2 separate regions of the Mus musculus genome follow, and region 1 is linked to region 2. Evidence: chromatin contacts called from public promoter capture Hi-C data. All regions are on one chromosome and are shown on one strand. The core of a region is the stretch at or near the end of the contact, and the rest is flanking DNA. Distances in the headings are between cores, read along the strand shown. Region 1 holds the start of Card19 (caspase recruitment domain family, member 19). Region 2 holds the start of Rnf144b (ring finger protein 144B).

Evidence for each region. Promoter capture Hi-C pulls out the DNA fragments that hold promoters and counts their contacts.
Region 1: a contact with region 2 is called in a promoter capture Hi-C map of cranial neural crest. The contact joins the promoter of Card19 here to the promoter of Rnf144b in region 2.

Annotation. Positions count from the first base shown.
Region 1 is chr13:49,212,876-49,220,499 of GRCm38.p6, forward strand. It overlaps Card19 (caspase recruitment domain family, member 19), which reads right to left and starts at 3,151. Exons shown (of 6, transcript NM_026738.2): 1 at 3,062-3,151. The coding sequence starts at 3,068.
Region 2 is chr13:47,188,927-47,195,978 of GRCm38.p6, forward strand. Rnf144b (ring finger protein 144B) reads left to right here and starts at 5,077. Exons shown (of 8, transcript NM_001170643.1): 1 at 5,077-5,194.

The DNA.
Region 1 (7,624 bases), core at 1,901-4,400, 2.0 Mb after region 2:
CAGCATCCCACCTCTGAAGGTGGCTTTGTGAGGTCCTGCCCAACCCAGGTGGGCATGGCCTATCAACATGCCTAGCCTATGGTAAGAACTTGGGGGTGTCTTCCAGGAGTTCATGGTGTGACAGTGGGAGCTGCATTCATCAAAGACCCCATCCTTGGCCCAGGAAGCTACTCTCAAGAGAATAAGGATAGGGCTGTCCTGGTTGAAAGCCATTGCTCCCTCTAGGCCCACACTCTGGCTCTTTGGCTATTCCATCCCTATCCGAAGCCATCCGCACCTCCTCACCTTGGCAGCTGGGAACTTGGAATACTGGCCCAGGCCCCTGAGAGTGTGTTTAGGAGACAGACTTACCAACAGCCCAGGGATACCCAGTGACTTGCCACATTGCCAGGTGCTCCAGTGCCTGCAGCATCTCATTGAAGAGTTCACTGAGCTAACTCACAGAACAGTCCACAGGGCAGACATTTTGTGGTTCTATTTATACCTACCTAAACCTCCATCCTCCTACCGGCTCTGCAACTGCCCCACTTTCAGAGAGGAAAATGAAGGCACACTAAGGTTATAAGCCTGCCATCAGCCTGGAGGTAACAGCCAAGCTGGGGCTGCCAGTTGACATTCTCCTTCTGTCATTTACATATGAATCACCGAGAATTCTGGGGTCTGCTCTCTTCCAGACAGGAGCAGGCCAAGGCTGTCTCACTCCACATCGTGCCAGGGTGTACAAGGATGCACACACAGTAGGCATTTACTGAAGAATTCTGAGTGGGCTCCAGTCCAAGGTCCAAAGGCAAGGCGAGATCTGCTGGTGGATAGTGGCCAGTGCCTCATAGCGGCCTCCTCCTACCCTGAGTGCCACTAGCCAAGATGGACCTCTGCTGCCCACAAGCCATGAGTCACAGGAGCCCTGAGTCACCTGCCTTGGGTGGCCCAGCCCAGGGCTAAGCCAGCAGCAGCTTTAGGGCAGTGTACTTCCTGTGCTTCCTGTGGCTTTTATAAGCTGTTCATGCAACCACATAGAGGCAGCCACTGGGTATAATGGAGACTCGGGCAAGGCTCTGCCTGGATACCAGGCTCCGGTAAACAAGGCCAGGAATGCCTTTACTAGATAAAGAAGAGATCATTCTGTGCAGAATCCATGAGCCTTTCCCTGTAACTTCCCTCCCTGCCAGCTCGTACCAGAAACTTGGCTCTGTCACCTCATCTTCAACTTCAGCAGCCCAGACCTAAGTCCTCACTCTGGCATTTGGGACCCTGAAGCAGCTGGTCCCACCTGCCCTTACTCTGCTCCTAGGGTCCCAGAGCCTTCTGTCTGCAGCTCACTAGAGCCAGGACCCATGCAGCAGGCTGGGAAGATGTGATTGATTTATGCCCAGTTTATTTAGCCCCCTTCCAAGAATTCACAATTCTCCTGGGGTCCAGAACTTGAGCATCGACTCCCCTCTGAACCACTCCCATAAGTTCTTGTCATAGTACTTGGTTTGGCTTAGATCACTCGCTCCATACTATACTGCCTATTCTGTGAAGACACAACTCTCAGTATCTATCACCACCAAACACACACACTTTCTCTCTCTCTCTCTCTCTCTCTCTCTCTCTCACACACACACACACACACACACACTCACACTCACACTCAGAGGCAACAAAGACTAATGTGTATGGCAGACCCTCAGCTGGTGCACCAGGGCACTGAGCCAAGAATGAACAAGGGATCTGTCGCCCCAGGGCTGCCCATCCAACCCTCTCAGACTTCTGCTTTTCAGTCTCCATCTCCCACTAGAAAAAGGTGGGATGCTTAGAAGTGTCAAAGCGCCAGCAAGTAGACTGCAGAGAGGAAAGCGTATTATTGCCACAATCAAGGCCTGCCTGTGTCCTTCCAGCTAAAAGTTCTCCACCCCCACAACTACCTGTTCTCCTGGAGGTGGGATGTCTCATTTTCCATGGGTATCCTGTCTCTACAATGGGCCCTTGGAGGCCAGCACAGGCGAGATCTGTCCCACACATCCTGATGAACTTACTAGAGGATCTGGGAAACCAGAGGCTGAGGCCAAGGCTCCCATTCTGCTCCTACCACTGACCAGCAGGGTGGTCTGGGGGCACTTACCCAACCTGAGATTTTATCTTCCCATTCCTACACAGACATGAGAATATTCCTTCTGCCCCCAAATGGCTATTCTGAACAAGAGTGTATATTAGGGGCTCTACACATAATGCTCAGAAATTGCAGCTCCAAACAAGAAGGGCCTGGAAGATGGGGTCTCCTCTAACCTGTTCTAGAAGTCACCAGGTTGCAACCTATGAGGTCTTATTTTTGTGCATGCCCAACGCTGACTCCAGTTTAGAGACCCCTGGGATTTCTGGGGTTACCTCATCTCTCTGGGCTATCCCAGGTGAACTCTGCCATATGAAGTACAAGAGACTCCCAGAAAAAAAGTGCATCTGGTAGCTATCACGTTCCCTAGGCTCTAAGGCAGCAGGGGTCCCTCGCTGACTCATCCTCTCATCGGATCTTTTACCGAGAGAACTTAGCACAGCAATGTCACTGTGTCCCTCTGGGATCAGGAATAAAGTGGGTGAGTCCCCAGAGCAAAAGGGTTGGGCTGGGGCAACCAAGCCATCCTGGAGAAGAGGGATCCAGTTGTTGGGTCCGAATTCTCTAGACCCATCTAGAGCGGGAAACACGGGCGTCTCCCTGGTACTACAAGCTACCCAGGTTTGCAGCGCCGGTCCCGCCTCCAAGGGGGTTGTGTGCAAGCGGCGCTCTAAAGTCTCAGCAGACTGGCGAGGAGCACCATTTCCCTCTCTCAGATCCATCCCGTCCCGGGACACCGCCCGTTCCGCAGGCGCAGCCGGTGCAGTGCACCGGGAGAGCGCTCACCTGCTGCTCTTCCTCCTCGACCCGCGACGGCCCCCCACTCAGCACCCGAGACCCCTGGCGCCCCCGGCCCGTCGCGCAGAGCCCGGGACACCCCGCCGCCGCGCGCCTCTTACGCCCGCGTCGCCGGCGCCAGCTGACGCCAAGGTCACACGGCTCCCGTCGCCCTCCTGGACCCGCGCCCACCTGTCATGGCGGAGGACACGGCGCCGCCCCGTCGTCCTCGGCTGTCCGCCGCCCGGCGCGAGGGCTCCGGTGACCGCCGCCCGCAGGCCTGGCCCTAAGCCCCGCCTCTTCCCTATAGGTCCCGCCCAGCGACGACATCTTAGCCCCCAAGCCCCTCCCTCCGATTAGCCACGCCCCTTTCTGTACTTCGCACTGGAGACGCGTCAGCCGTGGGGCGGCTCGGGCTCTAAACAACTTCCCTAACTCTATACTACGCGCAGCAGAGAGCTCGGCCCCTGAGGAGCTTCTCCTGTAGCGACGCCGGGAGTCCCGCTCCAGCTAGCATAAGTGACCTAGCGGAGAAACTCAGTACCCAAGTCCTTGTCTGGACCAGAGAACTCAAGCCACGTCCCGGCTCAAGGCTCGCCCCATTCACAGCCTCTCCAATAGCTACCCGGGTCGGCGTCCCTTCGCCTATGCCCTGCCCCTCCTCCCGGTCTTGTGCCTGCTTTTTGCGGAGGTTAGGAGGTTATTGTGAACTTCTCAGTTCAATTTTCTGCTGCTACGCTCTGGCCACCCCACTCCCATCTCCTGGATGAAGAAACCGAGTCTTAAAAGAGACGAGAATTACCCAAGGTCACATAGGAGGTCAAGTCTGGCATAAAAGGCTGGTGGGAGTTCATTGGCAACCAGGGACCGAACGGAAGTCCACAGGGCCTCGACCGGACAGTGATGAATTGAGACTTAACAGAGAACTTAGTGGGTCCTCGTTCTACCAAGTCCCCCATTTACACAGAGGACAAATGGCTGGCATTGCCGCCTAGTTAAGGAAGTCATGTAGTCTGACCGAGCCTCAATTTTCCTAACTGTAAAATGTGTGGCCTCAGGTGATAAATCTTTCTGCCTCCCAACTTGTTTCCCTTCTGTTGTACATAGGCCTGGCTCTTCAAGCTCTGGTACCAACCACAGGAAGGCCCCAAGCCCAGGCCCAGCTAGGAAATGGAGATCTGCGAGGGTCGGGGAGGCAGGACCCTCACAGCCAGCAATGGCAGCAGGCACCAGATTTTGCTTCTCCGCTGGTGCGGCTAGTCTGGCACACTTTAGAGCTGTAACTTGAGATATTGGAACCAGACCAGGACCAAGACCAGGAATGGAGGCCCCAGGTCTGGATGCACTTCCCGGACAGTCCAGGAACCCCCTGGGTCCCTGAGCCCTCCGTGTCTGTCTCTGTCCTCCCCAGTGCTGCAACCTCTCATCTTGGGAGTGAGAGGCTCGAAAGGAATCTGGAGATTGACTTACAAGGTCACTTAGAGCTCCAAACTCTTGGACCCAGTGGTATTGATCAATACATTCCTGCCCCTTGCTAAAAACTGCAGAAAGCGAGGTTTGCTCAGGTTCCCCACCGGCCAGGCAAATGCAGAGTCAGCAGGCAGCTGTCCTCAGCACTAATCTGTGCCTGCAGAGGGGACAGACAGCATGGACAGACTTTGTTCCAGAGCAGGGTATAGGTACTATGTACCTGACCTACATGTGTGCCTGGGCCAGTCTGGGCTAGATCCAAGGGCTACATCTTGCAGGAACCCTGCACAGACCCCATTGGGACCATTCTGAAGGGCTCCAATTATTGCACACCCATCACTGTGTTCTAGCAGTGGGGTGAGACTGAGGACTTCCTGAATCATGCATTTTTAGGCATCCCTTGCCAGACTCCTCATCAGGAAGGCCAGCATTCCACCTTTGTATCTTCCTCTGAACCTGAGGACCTTACTTGGTCCCATGAGAGAAACTGAGGCCCTCACCCCCTTTAGCAGTCTGAGGTAGCCTCCCAACTGCAGGCTACCTGCTTCTTGGCACTCCAGAGTCTGTGCAACATTTGATCCAAGGACAACACTCAAGTTCACAGAGATTCTACATCCTAGACCATATAGGAGTCCCCTTCCCCCTACCTCAAGCCTGCAGGGAGAGAAGACCTTAGTCTGAGACAGGACAGCTACAGGGACACACGGGGCTACAAAACACACCCAATGTCCACTCCAGGATCTACAAGAGATGCAAGGTAGACCCCAGATCTAGGGATAGGCCCTGGGTATTCCTCCTCTTCCCTAAGGGGCACAGGTTGCTGCTTGCCTGCTGGCAGGACCTGTTGACATTTGAATGTGGAAAGGCCAGCTGATGTTGGACCCCACCTCCTGCAAAGCAGCTGGGAGCCTTCACTGGCATAGACAATTGAGCTGGTCAGAAGTCACAGCCTGTTGGACCAGTACTTATGACCATTGTAGTAAAGGGAAAGAATAAAAGCTAGGCTCAGAAGATAACCTGGCTCTATTTTGAATATAGTAAAAGCAGTATGGGGTTTATAGCCAAGGAATAGGTGTGTGGAGGCCTGGCAGATACAAAACTGAGAGACTTAGTTGGTGGAGTGCTTACTTGCTCGCCTAACGTATATGAAGCTCTGGGTTAGATAGAACTCCAACACCAAATAAACTAGTCATGGCAGCACAAACCTGTGATCCAAGTATTCAGGAGGCAGAGGCAGGTAGAGGAGAAATTCAAAGTTTTCCTTGGCTACATTGTTTAAGGTTAGCTGGGAGAGATGAGACTGTATCACAAAATAAAAAGGAAGGCAACATCTAGAGTGATGGGACTGGGGAGATAAGTCTGCCTGCTCCACAAGTCTTGAAGAACTGAGTTCAAATCCACCGTACCCATATAAAAATCCGAACTGCAAATTCTGGTCTCTACACGCACCAGCCACATCTTGTGCACACTCAAGTATGCACACACACAAACACACAAAGTGTAAGGGAGATTCTGGCTAGCCTAACTGTGAGGGTTTGAGTTTCACGGCTCAAACACATTCGGTTTAATCCACAAATGAGGTGTGACCAGGTTAGACTGACAGGAGGTGATTAAGGCTCTGCCCTCACCAATGGATTCATCCATCTGTGAACTAATGGATTAGGGGATTAGTGGGGTATGAGGAATGGCTTTGTAATGAAGGAAAGCTTACTGCTTCTCACTATGTCCTCCACTGAGCTGTCCAGCAGAAAGACCCTTGTCAGATGTCTTGAAGACACTGGCTCCATGCTCCCAATATGTAAACTAAGCTACCCAGACATGAACACCAGCTATCTCATCTGCGGTAAACAGTTACAGCCAGAGAAAGCAGGCTGAGACGGTGACCTCCCGTAGTCTTGCTGAGGGCAGGCCAAGGTGGTCAGACGCATAGGAAGACAGTGTGGAGGAGGAACTCCATCCTATATAGAGGGAGGGTGGTAATCTCACACAGGGGGGCGTTTGTTCAATCTAAACTTAACAAGGAGATGTAGTTAGCCTAGGAACCCAACTAAAGTTTGGTCAAGCAAGAGTCAGTGTCAAGATCTCATCCTGGCAGTCCCATTCTGTAACCATGACAAATATCAGAAAATAAGCATGATCCCAGAACTCGGAGAGCTGGGGCAGGAAGAGTGATTTTGAGGAGAGTCTGCTGTATGAGAGCAAGAAACTTTAAAAGTTGCACAGAGACGCTCATTCTCTTTAGGGTAATTTGTACCAGAAAAGTGAAGCCAGCCCCACTTTTCACCACCCCCTCCTTATACCTAGCCCCTTCCGTGCCCCTTCCTCATCTGTTAGCTCTCTCTTCCAGATATCCAGCCCATTTCCCACCTCTGTGGTCGCCGTTTCATTTCTAACCTGGATGGTGGCAGCTACTTCCTCACTGGCTTCTTTTCCTCTCCTGTCCCCACAGCTGCACTTTACATGGCAGCCACAGGAGCTATGACTGTAAGGTGGACTGCTACCTGGGGGTTATGTCCTTCCTGTTTCTCCAGTGGTTCCTGTCTTTTCCAGGCCTTCGTGCGTCTGGGCTTCCTTCCCATACTGTTCCTCTGAGATCCCCACTGAACGTCCTCTCTACTGTGGGCTTGGTCTCAGCCCCGATATTACCACCTCGTGTGATCTCTGAGACCATCTCACATGACACCGTGCTCCCAACTCCAGAGCACTGTCACCTCCTGAGGATGATTCCCTATACACACCACATGGCTAGCATTTGTTCAGTAGTCATTTAATGAATGTATATTAACAATACAGTGTATAACTGAGGTTTGGGACAGAAAGATAAGAACACATACTGTATGACAGGGCTATTGGGCCTTTCTGAGAGGATGAAGCTAGACAAAGTGTCCCCAAGCTGGAGGTAGGGTACATGATCCTTGGGTATGGGTGGTCTGCATGGCTGAAGGTGAACATGACCATATGAACAGGCAATGGTGGCTCGAGAGGGCCTTTATGCAAAAGATAGGACATCCTCTACATTCTCATGTGGCCAGAGGACACCACCCATTCATTTATCTCTTAATTTATTCAATAAATATCTCCTAAATGCTGAAGCCAGAACCAGATCACAAGGACCACCCTTCCCCTCTACACACACACACACACACACACACACACACACACACACACAAATGCGAGGTCACAGACACACCTCTGTGTAGGTGCTAATGATTGCTATGACGTTGAGTCAGAGCAAGAGGCAGAAAATGCTTCAAGAGGTTGTCAGCATGCAAGATGGCTCCGCCG
Region 2 (7,052 bases), core at 3,827-6,326:
GCCCATTTTGAATGCGATGCTTTCTTTTCACATGTATGGAACGAAATGACAGCCATTTAGCTGGCTCCGGCATCAGAAAAGGGCTTTGTGCAGTTAAATGCTTTCTGCTTTATACCAGTGCACCAAATGCGTCACATAAACATTGACTTAATCTATTACTCTGAAAAGTTTATGTTTATCTAATTTATGGTTCCAAAGTAGAATGGTTAGGAAAGTTGTGAATTAAATTAGGTTGGACTCAAAAGCTTACTGTGAAAATTAATTTTCATCTTGAGAAAAGGTCTCGATTGCCATGTAGCCCAAGCTGGCTTTGAACTCTTGATGGACTCACCTCAGCCATGTGAGTTTATGGATGGCTACCACCATGCTTACCAAAACCCAATTTAAATAAAAAAGATAAATACTGAGTCTATGTGGGGGAGGAAATGGATGTAGAAGACACCTTTTAGGGGTCAAAGCTCTCACTTTCGACATGTAAGTTCCAGGGATCAAACTCAGGCTAGGCAACAAGTACCTGTATTGCTGAGCCATCTTGATAACACATCCTGTCCTTATGTCAGACTACAGTGGTTTTATAACATTGCCCATTATATAATATGTATTATTGCTCTATACATACGTGAACTGATAAGTTCTATTCAATTTATTAGTCTCAGATTTGGGGAAAACTTTCCTGGTTTTCCTTTTTTAGTTTTTTTCCCCTCCTTTAATATAGGGGTATTATTACCACGTAGCCCAGGCTGGTGTCAATCATATGGCATTTCTCCTGCCTCAGCCGCCTAAGTGCTGCCATTAGAAGTATATGGCCCCCACGTCTGGTTTGAAAACTTCAAATTTGCTTTGGCTTTAGTTGGGTATCACTTTTCTATGATTAATGATTAAGTATCAGTAATCAGGATTTTGATGTGGCTTTTCTTTGAGAAGATCTGAAACTCAAAACAGGACAGGACCCTTTATTACGATGTTCAGTAGGATTAGACTGGTGAGCAATTTATAGACCATGTTCTCACTCGGGAAGATAAAAATACCTTCTAGATTATAGTGTTTAGATTGGCTTCTGAAACATATCAGTGGGCTATTTATTTTCCGAGGCTAAGAGAGGCTCTTGTTGCTCAGGCTGTATGAGGGCTTCCTTCTTCCTACCTGGTAACGTATCTCTGGGTTCTTTTTCTGGCCCCTCTCCTTCCTTCCCCCTTTCGCTTCCCTTCTTGGTATGTATCATTGACTTGGTTCCTATTTTATACCCGGGCCAGGACCATAGTGTACAGCCCAGCGCGGCCCCATCCCAGAGGCTCACATTCTGTTCTGCTTCCTAGGAGCTGGCAAGCACAAGAGCTTCTGTCTCACCGGGCACTGGCAGAGCAACTTCAGAGACCTCTTACTCTCTTACACAACAACCTACACACACTGTATACCAAACTTTAAGGACATAATTTTACATGTGTGAGTGCTCTGTCTGCATATTTGCCCATGCATGATATTGCAGGCAGCACCCTTGGAAGCCAGAAGAGAGCATTGGATCCCCTCGGGACTGGAATTGATAGCTGTGAGCTGCCATGTGGTTGCTGGAAATTGAGCCCTGGTCCTCTAGAAGAGCAGCCAGTGCTCTTAACCACTGAACTATCTCGCCAGCCTGTCATCCTTTCTTATTATTCGATGAAAAGGCTGAGCTTGACCGGATTATGTTAAATAAATAAGTTACTGAGAGGTCATGTGACTATTAAGAGTTTGTGGGGGTCAACCATGTTACCCTTATAGGATGCTACGTAATTGTCTTCTTCTTCTTCTTCTTCTTCTTCTTCTTCTTCTTCTTCTTCTTCTTCTTCTTCTTCTTCTTCTTCTTCTTCTTCTTCCTTCTTCTTCTTCTTCTTCTTCTTCCTTCTTCTTCTTCTTCTTCTTCTTCTTCTTCTTCTTCTTCTTCTTCTTCCTTCTTCTTCTTCTTCTTCTTCTTCTTCTTCTTCTTCTTCTTCTTCTTCTTCTTCTTCTTCTTCTTCTTCTTCTTTTTATTGTATGTCTATAAGTACACTGTATCTGTCTTCAGACACACCAGAAGAGGGCATCAGATCCCATTACAGATGGTTGTGAATCACCACGTGGTTGCTGGAAATTGAACGCAGGACCTCTGGAAGAGCATTCAAACTGACTGAGCCATCTCTATGGATGGTAATTTCAGCTGTAGCGACTGCCTCAATGAGCACAGTTCCTGAGCGGCTTTCTACTCAGTCAGTCCTACTAGATGTTCCTTGTTCTCAGCCTAGAGGATTGTGAGATTCTGCGGGACTGAAGCTTCCACTTCTCCTCTTAACCCCCAGCTACACCAGCAGCCTGATCCCTGCTGCCTCTCATGCCTTGCATCCAAATAGATGCCGAATTCCATCAATTCTGTTTCTGAAGTCTCTTTTCCATTTGCACCTTAGCTTTCCTTTGAGTCCTAAACACAGCAGCTCCGTCTACCTTACAGAAGCATCTCTAAAATCTCAAGTCTATGTCTAAGGCCATGTCCTTAGCCATCACCCTGCCTGGCTCAGCCCTCTCCATGATCCCCTTCTAAGATGCTTGAAGACCCAGATTGAAACCATGATCCAAAATAAATACTCCTTGATTGTCTTGCCTTCCTTCCTTTGGTGAGCTGACTTTTCCCTGTGTTACCACAGCACCTGGTCTTCAAGAATGGCATATGGTCTCAGTGTCCTACTAAAGGGTTTGATTGTCCCACTCTCCCCTGGGGTTGAGAGCTCTGGCTCAGCCTTATCTTCCTAGCCCCTAGGCAGCCTGTCAGAGAGATCAATAGATACTGGAGGGTCTGAATATCCATCTGTAGACTCCTTAGGCCAATCTGAAAGAGTCACTTGCCTATTGGTATAACTTTCAGCTTATTTAGCATTGAATCTTGACTGCATTTTTTTTCTTTCTCTCTTTATTTCCTTCCTTCCTTCTCTCTCTCTCTCTCTCTCTCTCTCTCTCTCTCTCTCTCTCTCTCTCTCTCTCTTTCTCTCTCTCTCTCTCTTTTGGTTTGTTGAGACAGGGTTTCTCTTTATAGCCCTGGCTGTCCTGGAACTCACTTTGTAGACCAGGCTGGCCTCAAACTCAGAAATCTGCCTGCCTTTGCCTCCTGAGTGCTGGGATTAAAGGCGTGCTCCACCACCCGGCTTCTTTCTCTCTTTTTCTTTTTCTTTTTCTTTTTCTTTTCTTTTCTTTTCTTTTCTTTTCTTTTCTTTTCTTTTTTCTCTCTCTCTCTCTCTCTCTCTTTCTTTCTTTCTTTCTTTCTTTCTTTCTTTCTTTCTTTCTTTCTTTCTTTTTTATAAATTTACATCCACTTTGATGTGGTTCAGTTCTCTGTGTCCAAAAAGCAGCATGATTGTGCCTGGCCTGTATTTTCTTTCATATTGGCTGTGGCTTCTCCCCTTATCCGGCTGATAAGAGCCCACACCTTAATTGCAGGGTGATGTAAAAAGTGGACTCTGTGTTGAACTTTGGCTTGAGGCTCAGAAGATTGGTATCAACACTGAGGCATGAGCTGGTCTGTTAGGAGGCGCTCTGTTTATCTTCCCTGTCTCTCCTCCATCAGGAATGGTTACAGCACCAAGAATCTTTCTGGGGGGTAGGTTACTTGGGACCCTAAGTCCCATTCAATCTGAAGTTAGCTCTTCATCCTCCTCACTTTTTGCTAATACATATTTTTCTCACTAAACCAATTTTGATCCTATCACAGGTGTGGTCTCGCCCAGCCCCTAAATACCCTCTTTAAACTCATTTGTTTGGGTTAAAATAACTAGGACTTTGCAAGCTCAAATGTCTTCTGGTTGTATGATTTTAGGTTCCTTTTTTTGTGTTTTGTTTTTCAAGATAGGCTTTCTTTGTGTAGCCCTGGCTGTCTTAGAATTCACCCTGTAGATCAGGTTGGCCTCGAATTCAGAGATCTGCCTCCCTGAGTGCTGGGATTAAAGGCAAGTACCACTCAGACCTTTAGGTCCCTATTGTGTATTCTACTGTCTGCAGTCCCTCTCTTCCCCTCTAGCTTTACATATAGGGGCATGCGCATGCGCACGGTGTTCTGAACTGGGCTTTCCCAGCAGCTGAGAGGTGGACTGCTTCCTTACAGCACCCGTTTACCTGTCCCAGGAAGCATCTGTGAGCCCCATTCCCTTCAGGAAGTACATCCTGACCTTAGCTGCTAAAGGAAAGGAAGGTTGCAGAAAGCCCACAGAAAAATCCCTGTGCCAGAGATCTTTCAAAACTGCAATGTTCAACAGGTTTGGGCTTGTTCTTGTGACCTGTAGGGGCTGGCAGTGAGAGTGAGGGTTTGCCATTTATTAAAAACACAGTAATAATTAAGCATCCGCTGTCATGGCGGCTTGCTACTCCTGTTTTCTGGAATAGCTGTTGGATTTCCATTAAGTGAAAATATAACTAGTTACCTTACATGTGCTTCTCACGTCTTTTATTGACAAAGCACTTGAAGTGAAATCACTGTAAGTATACTAAGGCTTCTAACTTGATTTGCCCACATCAGATGCACTTGGACAGCTAAAGTACACACTTGAGTTGAGGTGGGTCGCGCGGAGGGTGATGGTGGTGGGGGTAGGAAGGGTTTGAGGGAGGTGAGCAGGCAAGTCAAGGGCTGTTAAAAGAAGAAGAGGAAAGGTGGCCTGTGAAGACACACAGAGACTGCAAGAGCTGCAGGCCAAGCAAGGTGAAGCTTGCGGGTGAGCAGGAGGAAGCGCAGTGGGGGGTGCTGCTCACACCCGGCGCAGGATTCCTGGGGCAACGCCAGGTCCCCGACCTGAGAGCCACTGCTCTGCGCTCTGCCTGCATGGGATCGGACAGGGTTAAGGCCATCACCTGCAGTCGAAGTGCGACCCAGATGGGAAGTAGGAAGTGCGGCGCCGAGCTTCCTGTATAAATAAACGCTCTGGCTGCTGCGCGCCCCGAGCTGCTGGCTGGTTCTGCAAGGTTCCTGCCTGTCAAGACAAGGAGGCGGAGAGGGACTCCTCCTCTTCCCGAGCTGTAGGTCTGGGCGTGGAGTCCTGTGGCAATCCTGCAAAAGTGTAAAGCTGTCAGCCGGGCGGAGCACTCAGGGAGAGGGAAGAGAATGAGAGAGCCCTTCCTCCGCGGTGTGCCCGCTGCCCCGGCTGGCCCAGGCTGGACCTGCTAGAGAGACGCCAAGCAGCCTGAGGACTTCAGCTCCAGCCAGGTAGGTCTAGAAGGGGTGCTAGTGCGCAGGATACAGGCGCTGCAAGCCAAGAAGGCTGCTAGCTAAAATACGGAGAGGGACGGGACCGAGGCTACCCGGTGGTTATGGCTAAATTCTATTTCCAGGGCTTAAGCCATGCAGAACTGCATGCATTCCAATGCTTCAAACACCTGTTAACTTTATTTATTTTTAAAATAAGTGCTTTTGAAAAGGTCGAAACAAATCAGTTTACTTTCTAATAGAGTGATCTCTATAGACCTTATCATAAACTGCATATCGGATCAGTCCTCTGGTGTGTCTCCGGGAGAGACAGTTGGCTGTCTACCTTCTGTTATTTGGAAATGCACAGTAGTATGTTGACACACAAAGCTATGAATAATACGTTACGTTAACCGTGGATTCTGGGCTATACGTTATGGTGATTATTTTTTATCAGGTAATTGCTGATAAGAGAGAGAGAGGCTCTGCCCTGTTTTCAAGTTGATGTTAGAATGAAACTGATCCCGTTTTTTCACCCAGGAAGGGTATCTTGGCGAGCTCCTCCCAGGGCCCTTTCCGGGGATTCTGCTGTTAATCTTACACACACACCCCTTGCCGAATTCTCAGAAGACAGTTCTCTGTATGTTTCCACTGGTTTCTTTCTTCGCACTTTCAGCCCCAGCGACCTTATCAAAACCCGAGCTGGAACCCTTACCACGGGGCTTCTGGCTAGGCACTTCTGTCGGTTTTAGCGCAGGAGGTATGGCCTGAAGGACATGGTCCTCAGCATTTCTGAAGCAGCGGCTGAGGGGTGTCTCTGCCCAGAAGCAAAATAAATGAACTTTGAGATGACTCAGTTTTTAGGGTGTGGGCAAGAGGCAAAAGGAGCCCAGCCAGCCTTCACGGGGCTGTTGGCAGTTAAAGTATCTGCCGCAGCTTCCCCTGAGGTGAGTCTCTAGCTCTCTGCTTCCATTCACAGATGATCCCTCGCTGGGTCCCTCCTCCTCCTCACTGGCTCTTTGTAAACCTCACTCCTTTTCCTCATGGGCATCATACCCTTAAGTGTTTCCGAAACTACCTTGAACTGAAAGAGAGGGAGAAAAAAAAGGGAAAGAAATCTAAAGCAGACCCACAAACCCACTTGGAGATAGCTGTGTAATGAAGTGCAAAGCTACCAGTTTCTCCACCCCACAGCCTGCCCTTGGGCACCGCGGTTAGCATTTTCTGCTTTGCAGTGGGCATCAAGTTGGAAGTAGTGGAAGGAGGGAGAAAGGGAGGGAGGAGGGAAGGGTGGGAGGTGGGGAATGAGTTAGTTCTGTTTCTGAAGTACCTTCTAAGAGCCTTCACTCATCCAGAATGAAGAACCGCAAGATTAACGTGCGCAGGGAACGGGAAAAAGATGTCAAGTCACAGAATCCAAGTGCTTGGATTTTTTTTTTTAATTGAAAATAAACAGTAAGAGAAAACCTAAGCTAACATCTCCTGGGCCATCCCCCTAGATAACTCCAGCCTCCACTATGGCGCTGGAAGGCAGGCTTGAGTGTGGTCAAACACTGACCATTTACCCAGGGTTTTACAAATATTTACAGTCATGGATGCCAAATATCTTTGTGCTGAGCCCCGACGAATATTCTCAGCGTTCAAAAGCCCCATTCTCATGAATGGTCCCAGTGCACTGGCAGGGTTTTTTTTTTTTTTTTTTTTTTTTTTTTTCCATCCAGATTTCTAAACTAGGTCAGTGTAAGACATGTCTTTAAATCATCAGTTTTAGGATCTTAGATTATGAACCCAGTTTGTTTATTTATTTATTTATTTTGGCCAAATTGTACAAGCAAAATGGAAAGTATGCTCTCTCTAGAAAGAAAAAAAAAGAAAGAAT